2 separate regions of the Anser cygnoides genome follow, and region 1 is linked to region 2. A link is a contact called in public Hi-C data. All regions are on one chromosome and are shown on one strand. Each heading gives the region's core, a stretch centred on a gene start, on an enhancer-like site or on the middle of the called end of the contact. The rest is flanking DNA. Distances are from core to core; before and after follow the strand shown. Region 1 holds the start of FGFR3 (fibroblast growth factor receptor 3). Region 2 has its middle 160 kb from the start of FGFR3.

Region 1 (5,022 bases), core at 1,109-3,608, 160 kb before region 2:
AGCAAAACGTGTTTTTGCTTGGCGCGGAAGGTTTATATCCTTTACAGTTGCTTTTGCACAACCTCTCTCCCTCCCACCCCGGGTCGGGTGCCGCTGCCCGGCCGAGGCGCCGGGCGATGCTCGGCCGCCGCTTCCCCGCGCACGTGGCATCGCGGCGCCCGCCCTCTCAGCCCCCTTTGCCCGTGGCAAGCCCCCAGTGCTTCAGGTTCATGGGACAGCCTTGGGGACATCGCTGGGCGGCAAGGGGACCCTGGAGCCCTCCGCTCGGGGGCCCGATCCTGGCTCCTGGGGGGGCTTTGACAGTGACTCCGCAGCGAGCGAGCCTCATCGTGAGGATTTCCGCGGGAAATCCCAAAGCATGGCCGAGCTCCCCGCTGTCCCAAACGGGATGTTGTCCCCCTGGTCCCCTGGTACAGCCCCAATGCTGAGACCCGCAGCAGGCTGTGACACCTGGGTCCCGTGCGAGCGGCACGGGGCTGCTCGCTGCCCGCGCCCACCTCAGCCGCCCTGACACGGTGGCGGAGATGTTTGCCCTGTAAATCAGTTCTTTTGGCTGTGAAAAATGAGCCAAACGAGTTACACTAAGAATCTGGTGTTTTATTAGGACTTTCTTGAAAACAAAACCAACCCCCGGTGTGATTTATAGCTTTAACCAAAAGGGGTATGAAAGTAATGCCCCCACCCCCAGCCTCCACGAAGCCCATTTATTCCCCTGTCACTTTTTTGGCAACCAGGCTTCAAACCCTTTCGTTGAACAATGGAAACTTTTCTGCCGGGTACATGCAAGCTGGAAGACGGGGGGCTGCGAGGGGGCTCCCGTCCATTAAACAGCTTCGAAAAATAAACAGCGACTCAGGTAGCAGCTGAGGCGTATCAGCGAGAGGCGGCGTTTCAAACCGGGGGCGATATATATAAATTTTTTAAGACTCGGTGACTTTTTTTCCCCCCCTTTCAGGCCACTTGGGGGGGGGGGGGGGCAGCCACCCCCTGCGCCACCTCCTCGCCTCCCTCAGCCCGCCCCCCCCCCACCTCTGCCCACCGACCCCCTGCCCAAGGGAGGCGAAGCCCTTACCTGCCGGCTGCCCGCCGCTCCTCTCCGCCGCTCCTCCGCCTCTCCGCCGAGCCGAAGGCAGCCCTCCGACGGCCGCCGCCAGGCAGAGGCACCAGACGGAGCCCCAGGCCGCCCCCATGCCTCCGGCGCGGCGCCGGGGGAGCGGGGCCGCCGCTGCCTCCCCTCGGCCGCCTCCCGCCTCAGACATCCCCCGGCCGCATGCTGGGCGCCGCTCAGCGCTCCGCTCCGCCGCCGCGCTGCGGGGACAGGCAGGGGGGGAGCTCGGGGGGGGCACGGAACCCATCCCGGCACAAACACCCCGACATACACACCCCGACATCCCGGCCCCCGGGCACACACGCCCCAATGCACGCACACCCCAACGCACAACCCCCTCCGGGCACACACACCCCGACATCCCCCCCCAGGGGAGAAAGGGAGGGGGGAGAGGTGAAACGGTGAAAGAAGTAGGAAGGGAATAAATAGGGGGAATGGGGCAAGTAAAAGTAACGAGACGAGAGTAATGGGATAGTAAGGGGAATGAAATAAATGAGAGTGATGAAATAAGAGTAATGAAATAAAGCAGGATAGTGAAATGAGAGTAATGAAATAAGTAAAAATGATGAAATGAGTAATGAAATAAATAATAATGGAATAAATAAAGCTAATGAAATAAGTAATGAAATAAATAATAATGGAATAAATAAAGCTAATGAAATAAGTAATGAAATAAATAAGGATGATGAAATAATTAAGAGCATATAAAGTATGTAAGAGCATAAGTATGTAAGAGCATATAAAGTATACAAGAGCATATAAAGTATACAAGAGCATATAAAGTATACAAGAGTGAGAGTAACTAAGAGTACATAAAGTATACAAGAGTAAATAAACAAGAATAATGAACCAGGCAAGAAAATAAGAATAATAAGATGAGAGTGATGAGCTAAGATCAAGAAAATAAATAACGAAGCACGTAAGAACGCTAAAGCAAGGACAAAATAAATAGTAAAAGAAATAACGCCAAAATGAGCGATAAGGAAGACGAACAGTGACAAAATGCGGGACCCTAGGACAAAGAATCAGAAACTCGCGAAGCACCGCTCCCGCGGCGGCGGCGGGCAGGGCGCTGAGCGCAGCACGGAGCGGCGCCTACCTGCGCAAGCCCCGCGGCCGGCCGCGCACCGCGCATGGAGCCGCTGCCGCCTCCTCCTCCTCCTCCTCCTCCTTCTCGTCCTCCGGGTCCCGGCCGCGGTGCCGGCCGCCCTCCCTCCCTCCTTCCCTCCTCCGCCGCGGCGCTCCGGCGTCTGCCCGCCGCTGCTCGGGCGCGGAGCGGGGCGGCCGCGCTGTCCCCGCCCGCCGGGCCCCGCCGCCCGCCCCCGGCCGCCCCCGCTCCGCCCCGCAGCCGCGGGGGGCCGCGCCCGCCGCCCGCGCTCCCCTCCCTCCGAGCCCGGCCCCAAAAAGGCGGGGGGGGCCCGGCCCCAAAAGGGAGCCCTGCCCCAGAAGGGAGCCCTGCCCCAGAAAGGAGCCCGGCCCCAAAAGGGAGCCCTGCCCCGAAAAGAGGGGAGCCCGGCCCCAAAAAGATGCCTTCCCCCCCCCCCCCCCCCGGCCCCCACCGTCCTGGGATGTGAGGCTGGGGGAGGTGGTCTCTTAGGGAAGGCGGGGGGTTGTTAACGTGGGGAGGGCAGGGGGTGAGTGTGGGACCCGGCGCTATGTCGTGGCACGCTTTTTATGTTTTATTTTTTAAATTTTTGTTATTTGGGCTTTTTCTTCTGGAGCAGCAAGAGCGTGTTTTGGGAGCTGCTGCACTTTGGGTGAACTGGGTGGTGGTGGTAGGGGGGGCCCAGGTGGGACAGGGCTTTGGTTTAACCCCGGGATGGGTGCTGGGAAAAGGCACCGTGCCCGCAGGGCTGCCCTGCTGTGCCCCATGGCGAAACCCGCGGTGTGCTGCCAGCGCTCCCAGGGACTCCCTCCAAACACCCAGCATCGCTGGTTTCGTATGGATGGGAGTAATCGCGTCCCCCTTGGGCTCTGCCTGCCTGCTGTCTCTAACCCGACCGGCTACTCCAGTAAAACCTGGTTAAATGTCGCTTGTATCTGAGCAGCCCTGATTTTGGGTGCTGCGGTCATCTCAGACACCCCCAGCCACAGCGACACACACCAGTCACTGCCAGCGAGCCACCCGAGCTGCTTCGCGCCGAGAAGTCACAGCTCTGCTTTAATCCCCTTGACGTAGCAGCTCGTTCACCAAAAATAGATGCAAATATTATCGGAGCTGAAAACGCTTGGCATCAGGGGCCCAAAAAGACCGAGAGCTCGCGTTAGAGCTGAGCTGAGGTTTTTTGGGTCCCGGCTCTGTGCTGAAATCCAGGGGAGTGAAGAGGTTTCGCTCCCAGCCCCGTGGAGAGCTTTGGGCTTGGCGCTGTTGTTGCTGAGACTGGGATCCGTCCTGACACCTTTATCAGGGGCAGGGAGACTCTGACATCTCAATACTGCCGCATTGTGTGGGGAAGCATTGAGACGGGGCCGCCGCGAGGAAATCCCTACATGTCAGCGGAGACCCTCGCCGGTGACACCAGCGGTTCAAATGAAAACAATGGAGGGAAAAGCAGACGGGGAAAGGAAAGCGCGGTGGTTTCACCGTCACGGAGATGCCTTGGCAGCATGTCAAGCTGCACGATGTTTGCTCTCGCAACTGCTGCGCTGGAGGTGCCAGAAAATCGATAAAAATAAAAACAGCAGCAGCGGCGTAATTATAGCGGGGACAGCACCGCGCGCGGGGTCGTTGCCGTCGTTGTTTTGAAGATGACTTTTCGGAAAAGCAGGGCCAAATTCTGATCTCGTGTGAAGTCGGCAGGGTAAGAGCGACACCCGTTATTGTGACTATTATGAGCTCCAAGAGCGGAGCTGCAAAGAGGATCAGGAGCTTCCTAAGCCCACAGCTAAAGCCGAAATGTGATAATTCAGGGCGGTTTTTATATGCTATGACTGTGCCGCTGTGTCAGGTGAAGCCAAAGGCATTCATGATAGCCCTAGAGCAGGGTAATAGGATGGAAATGGCCGATCCCAACCAGGCAAGTCCTAATGTTGCGGAGAGATGAAGGTCCGCATCTCAGATCAAGTCCTTTAATGGTTTTGAACTGTTTTTCATTTGGAGGAAAACTAAAGGCTTATAACATTTGGAAGCCCTTTACAACAGGAAATCAAAGAGGGATTGGGATAGTCCTGCACGAAGGACTTCAAGGTTCACAGTTTTCCCCAGAGTGGGATATTTTTAGGTTTCCCGTTGGGTAACCTCCGGGGCAGCACGCGCAGACCCGATTAAGCGCAGATTTCCTGGTGTTGCTTTGTCACTGTGTGGCCACCGCAGCGCAGCCCGGGCTGCAGTGCTGTGTGCTGGAAACGACGGCTCTGGACTGCATCTCAGCCACTTTCTTACTATAAAAAGTCCCGTGTACTAGTAAATCCTACACAACACAATTGCATTTTTTTAGGACTACTACACTATAAGCCGTATATTTAGCCCCAGCGTTTTTCTTCCACCTCAAGCTAGGAGCGTGCACTCCCCTGCATGCTGGGGTACTCTCACTGCTGATGTTTGTTCTCCTTTTCCCCTTTATAAGCTTTCCATGCCCAGAACTTTATATTTGGTTAGCCTCTTAATATCCAGAGCTGTCAGTGATGAAAATCAACCCCCTTTCAGCAGCTCAGGGATGGCGAGCGGCTGCTCTCTTCCAAGCGAGCAGCTGAAATACGATGTGATCAGCGATGCTCTCGGTGTCTGAGCTGATCACCATCGCCTCCGCCTGCCCAGATCCCACCAAGGTGGCTCTCTTGGGAAGGGGCTTTGGGAGCTTTGCAGGCTCTGGGGGCACTGGCATGGCTAAAACCCCTCTTTGTGCCTTTCCAGAGCCCTGCCCAGAAGGAGGCTGCTAATCTCTCAGAAAGTGCGACCTGCTGATGGTCTCAAA
Region 2 (5,374 bases), core at 2,226-4,725:
AGACGGGATCTCACTGTCTCCATACTCCCTTGCTTCCAAGACCTTTGTCTGTGAATCTGATAAATCCTCGGCAAAAGTTAAATTTCCCTTGTGCATTTTTCACTTTGCTGCTTTCTGCTGAACGCTGACTGTCTCCTTGCAGACGTTTGCTGTGTTGGGTCTTGCTTGCTTCGGGAAACTCACTGGGTGGCCCTCGGAGAGATGCACCAGGATAGGCAGGTGCTCCATGCTTGACAGGATCTAGTTGCACAGTACCTAGTCTAGATTTCTGATTTCTTCATAGCTAAGTACATTCAGACAATTTCTACAAGTGCTCGTGCAAAAGGATCTGTTCTGTAATCCGTCGGTGCAATCTGTTCGGGTCTCTTGAGGCTGTAACAGGCGAACTCCCTCAAAACTTGCTTCCAATTCACAACTGTGTCAATGAAAGGAGAATCAGGGCATCTGATACACACACATGAGAATAAAAAGCATCCCTGACAACTACGGATTGGTCACAACTTCAATTTTCCTCCTCCTGATTAATTTTCATACTTCTGAAAAGACAAACTTCTGTTCACTCCTTATGGTTTATGTTTGCTTGTGTTTGATACTATTTAAATGTGCTTTAAAAAATCAAGCAAGCTCAATTTCTTGCTGGTGCTGAGCTTCCTTTTCAGGCTATGTTCTCACTCTGACTAAATCCTTGTTAAAAAAATATGCACAATGCAACTAACTATTTTTTATTTTAGATTTTTCATCAGTTTTAACAGCAGTTAACACATTACTGTAAGGATAAAAAGGTTGATTAAAAAATTGTAATGAATATATTTTCTTTAAGAGAATATTAGTTTTTCAGTAGAGCACCTTTTCACAATAGATCCTTCTTTACATAGAAAAATCTGTTAGTAAAATACTCACATGAATTTAAGTAGAAATGAAAACTAAATATTGCAGCTATTACTTGGAACACAGGACAAACCTGATTCTGCTGAAAATATCAGGACATTTCCCGGTGAGTATACTTTTCAGGACAGATAAAGGAATATCTCTTTTATGTCTGTTTCACCTGGCACACAATATGCCAGCTGAAAACCAATTAATGGTTAGTGATAATTATCCGAGATTGAAATTTCTGCCTATATTCATTTTTAATGATGGGTTTTGAAATATTAAAAGCAAGGAAATAGGCAGATCAGACGACAGATTCATAACCCAGCTGTGATGCCACAGACAGGATTAATAAAATGAAGACGAATACATGTTTTTAATGAGCTAGGACAGAGATAATATGTTAATGAAACACCAGTTTTAGACACCTGACCATAGAGAATTTCCTTTTTCCTGCTAATTTGGATCAAGGTTGAATTGTGGGTGTTTTTCACACACTTTAGAGAACTGGATACCAAGAGGAGGATCTCTTGGTGCACTGCTGCCATGCATCTCTTTGGGAGCAGGGATGTTTTCCTGCAGACCCTCAGAGACCACTGACCTCAGCACATGCTCTGGGAGCTCTGAGGGTGGTCGTTTTACGTGTTCAGATCTCCTCTAGGAGGTCTGAAATGGCTCTGAAGGGTGTGAAAAAAAAAAATGTACAAAGTAGAAATGCACGTTGGTACAAATGATGCCACAGGAAACTGCCGGAGTCTCAGCGAGTCAACATATGCACAGGCATGTTGAGCTGAAAGGCTGTTATTTCATCCTGAGCTCGCACGCTTGTGCCTGGCTTTTGGAAACATACTCACTGTGTACAAGCTCGGCCATACATAGGTTTTGCATCACTTTGCAGGCTCTGTAGTCCTTTGTGCTTCTGTGTCTCAGTTCCCCACATGGTGTCTGCAGGACACCTGTAGGATTAAGGTATGCTGTCACCTGGACCCGGGTACCCATATCCTGAATATTGGTAATATAAAATGTGCTTGGATCAATAATTGCTGCTATCACATTTACACTTAGACCAATAATCTCAAAAACGTTTGTTTAAAACAAAACAAAGAGAAGCCCGAGGGGTATTTCGAGATCTCTGACCACTCTGAGAGTTTTGTAGGTGCAGTCAGAGCCCCTGCAAGCAGAAGGATATTTCTAACCCCCAGCTAACTGCATCACTCCACCCTTTTTCTTGCCATCTCTCTCTATCTATATGTCTTCAGGAAAGGTGCAGCAGTGCTAAGAAAGAGTATTTCTGGTGCAGCCACATGAATTTGCTACAGGGTCTTGACAAACTGCTTCTCCAGCCTGGGTCCCACTCAAATTCACAGGGACTTGCTGACACACAACTCCAGTTTCTGAACTGCTCTGGGTGCCTCACTGCCAGATCGCCTGCTTCAGACAAGTGCTAAAAAGGACTGCGTTACTATCCCCAGCCCAGGCCAAAGCATCTGGCAACACAATGAGTGATTTTTCAGCCTGCTGGCCTGGCTCACACAATTTGAGTCTTAATTCAGCTTCTCCTGGCAGGACTCTCACACTGTTGCCTGCCTGTGGATGTGTGTCAGCTGGATGCCTCGTTCCTGTGGAGGATGAAATGGAGCCAGGCACCAAGCAGATTTTTCATCTTTGAACACCACCTTTCTTTGTTTTACTTGTAACTGTTTTCATGTTATGGCTTACTCACCTGAGGGACAGTGTGATGATGCTAATTGCTAGGAATGACACAAAAGAGTTCATTAGTAGTGAGCCTCTGAAAACCGAGACCTGTAGATCCTTGGAAAGAAAAGGGCTTTGAGAAATCTTGCAGTGAAGTCGTCAATGGGTGTCCCTTACAAACAACTCCTGGCATCAGAAAACTATTGGGGGGAATTTCTGCAGAGACAAGAGTCTCAGCTGTCTTCTAGACTGCCCCCATTTAAATGATGAAATCTGCCTCTGATGTTAAATAAATAAATAAATATGAGGAAAACTGTGTCTGAGAAATTTACACCTATGTAACGCTTATCAACCGTACAGCAAAATTACACCTGTGCAGTTTATGGGGTAAAAGCATCACCTTTAACTTTGTTGGCAAGCTGGAGTTAGGGTGGGAATGCACAGTGCTGTCAAGTGCAGGAGTCCTGCTGCACTGCCAGGCGGTGTTACCAACCGAGGAGATTTTCCATGAATACTGGAGTTTCCCAGCAGACAGGTGTTCAGCTGGCTGCAGCAGCAATCAAAGGGGACGTCCTACAGGAGGGAAAAAGCCTTTTATGCTCTCATGATTCATGAAAGATGAACAGAGTAACGAGACCAATGCTGGTATTGCAGACATCTTTCCAATTTCTGTCTGATGCTCATGTGCTTCAAAGATGCTGTGCACTCTGCTGACAGGACATGCTGCTGCAAACTGGAATGGAGGACACATGTCCCTGGGCTTTATCTAACATCTAACCTTGCTTTGATGTTATCTCTGAAGGGAAAGGTCAGGGAAAATTGCTATCTTTTCCCAACAAATTGAGCAGATAAGCAAAGTCCTGCAATAATAGTTGGCAAAGAAGATCGCCTCTTTAAAGTCAGCTTGCTGCAGCAGGGATCAGCCACTGGCTTTGGCAGGTCTGCAGGAGCCAAACTAATGAGGACTGGGCTGAGCAGCTCTGAGAGCTGCAGAGCTGATGGGAGCCCAGGGCCAGCTGGCTGAATAACTGAAACACTGGAGACCCCAAAATCCATGAACTGGAGAAGAGCAAAGGGGAAGAGAGAAAGAAAGGGCCTACATCTTCTCCCCCAGGGACCTGGTGGCTTCCTTCCAGCTCTTTGATGCCACGTAGCAAACACGTCCACGGGGCTCCCTGTGCTGCACCCCAGCACTCTGTGGTCACTGTGGTCATCTCACACCACGTCCTCCCCGTCCCTCCCCATCCTCGCGTGACACAGCGCCGATGACATTGCCACACCACACGATGCAGCCTGTTGGCAGGGGGCACGCTCATGTCACATGGCTGGCACGCTGCAACGAGCCCCACTTTTCTGTACCATTTGCTTTCCAAACCGGTGAGGACACGCGGTGTGCCAAGCAACAAGGGAAGATGCAGGAACGGCGTGATTGAAAATGTTAAGTAATCACCAGGAGGTTAAATGAGCTAGATTTCCAGGGGAAGTTAAAGGATGAGTTTGTGTGTGTGTGTGTATATATATATATAGTCATATACATGTTTATATACATATTTGTATGTACCAAGATAGAAGATGAGGATGGTTTTAGAACAGAATTTGCAAACTTTCAACATTTCCTCTGGTACAATATTTCCTCGGATAACGTGCAGCTGATGTGTGGGGGTTGCTCCAAATCTATTTCCTATTGCAGACAGAGCTATTACTTAGGTAATCAATATTTAATCTCTATTAAGGGGAGTCATTTTTAAGCCTGCTTTAAAAAGTGCATCTGCAGCACTGGGTATAAATCACGGCCCTGCAGAGCTGTGCTGGGCTCAGGATATTTTCCTGTATCTCGAAGGAGGAACAGCCCTTTGCATGGGGAGGGAAGGAAAAAGAAGGAAAGAAACCGGAGAAGCTTGGATAGGTCTGCCTATTTCAGGCAATGGAGTGAGTCCAAAATAGCACAGGCTTGATTCACACCCTGGTTTTTGTAATGGTGATAGAGAACATGGGCAAAAGGTATCAGCATCTGTCCTGCCATGAGTCAGCAGCTGCAGCAGAGCTGCCTGCAGCCATCCCTCTCCTCCGCTCCCAGAAAGGCAGCTTGGGCAAAGCTGAAATGTTTTGCCGAGATACATTGGTTTGTAGCAGGAAGGGCTGGGGATAGACCGATAGAGACAGGCTCAGATGCTGAAGGCTACTCTACTGGCTGGGAATGCAGAGAATCAGATTTAATCCTTTCTCTGCCTAATTTGGAGTGATCTGGGATGAAAGTGCTGCTCTGGGTGAAGGAGGGCAGGAATTTGAATCTGTTCTGGTGGGACCTGCGTAGAAAGTTTCTTATTCAAAGCACAGTTTCAAAGCAGCCTCAGCAGACTTAGTCCCCACCACGAAGCACACCAAGGGACAAAGGGTGAGCACCCCAGCCTCACTGGTTGCCAATGGTCAGACTGGTCCCAGTTTAGGCAGTGACTGTGGTGGTGTGAGCTCAGGGTGTTTGTCCCTGCTTCCCACCCGAGCCCTGACTCTGTGACCCCCCCAGGGAGAGGAAGGACTCCCAGCCTTTCAAAAGACATTCATGATCGTATAACCACATAGTTTTTATGCTGAAATACCCTTTTTTTTTTTCTCTAAGAGCTATACAGATAGGTGAATTCAGTAGGAACTGGATGGGGTAAGTTTCCTGGCTTTGAAGTGATAGCGGTGCCAGTTTTAGCAGTATCTGAATAAATCAGGACAAGAGCAAGGGTGAGACACATACCTGTGTGCCAAGCACTGAAACATACCTGATGCACCAATTTTCCTACCTTTCACAATGATATAAACC

Evidence for each region. Hi-C and Micro-C count contacts between places; a contact is called where the count stands out from the background.
Region 1: a Hi-C map of fetal liver shows a contact between it and region 2, with 1.9 times the contacts expected there. The contact joins the promoter of FGFR3 here to the enhancer-like site in region 2. A contact is called at or near these places in 2 of 7 Hi-C or Micro-C datasets (fetal liver and liver).

Annotation. Positions count from the first base shown.
Region 1 is chr4:8,437,113-8,442,134 of Taihu_goose_T2T_genome, reverse strand. It overlaps FGFR3 (fibroblast growth factor receptor 3), which reads right to left and starts at 2,358. Exons shown (of 18, transcript XM_066995590.1): 1 at 2,208-2,358; 2 at 1,073-1,308. The coding sequence starts at 1,259.
Region 2 is chr4:8,278,847-8,284,220 of Taihu_goose_T2T_genome, reverse strand. No RefSeq gene overlaps it. Among named protein-coding and RNA genes, the nearest start is that of FGFR3, 160 kb to the left of the region's middle. Within about 2 kb of position 3,475, at least 1 of the 3 cell types and tissues checked has open chromatin away from gene starts, as enhancers often do. A contact at or near this core is called in fetal liver, where this site is marked.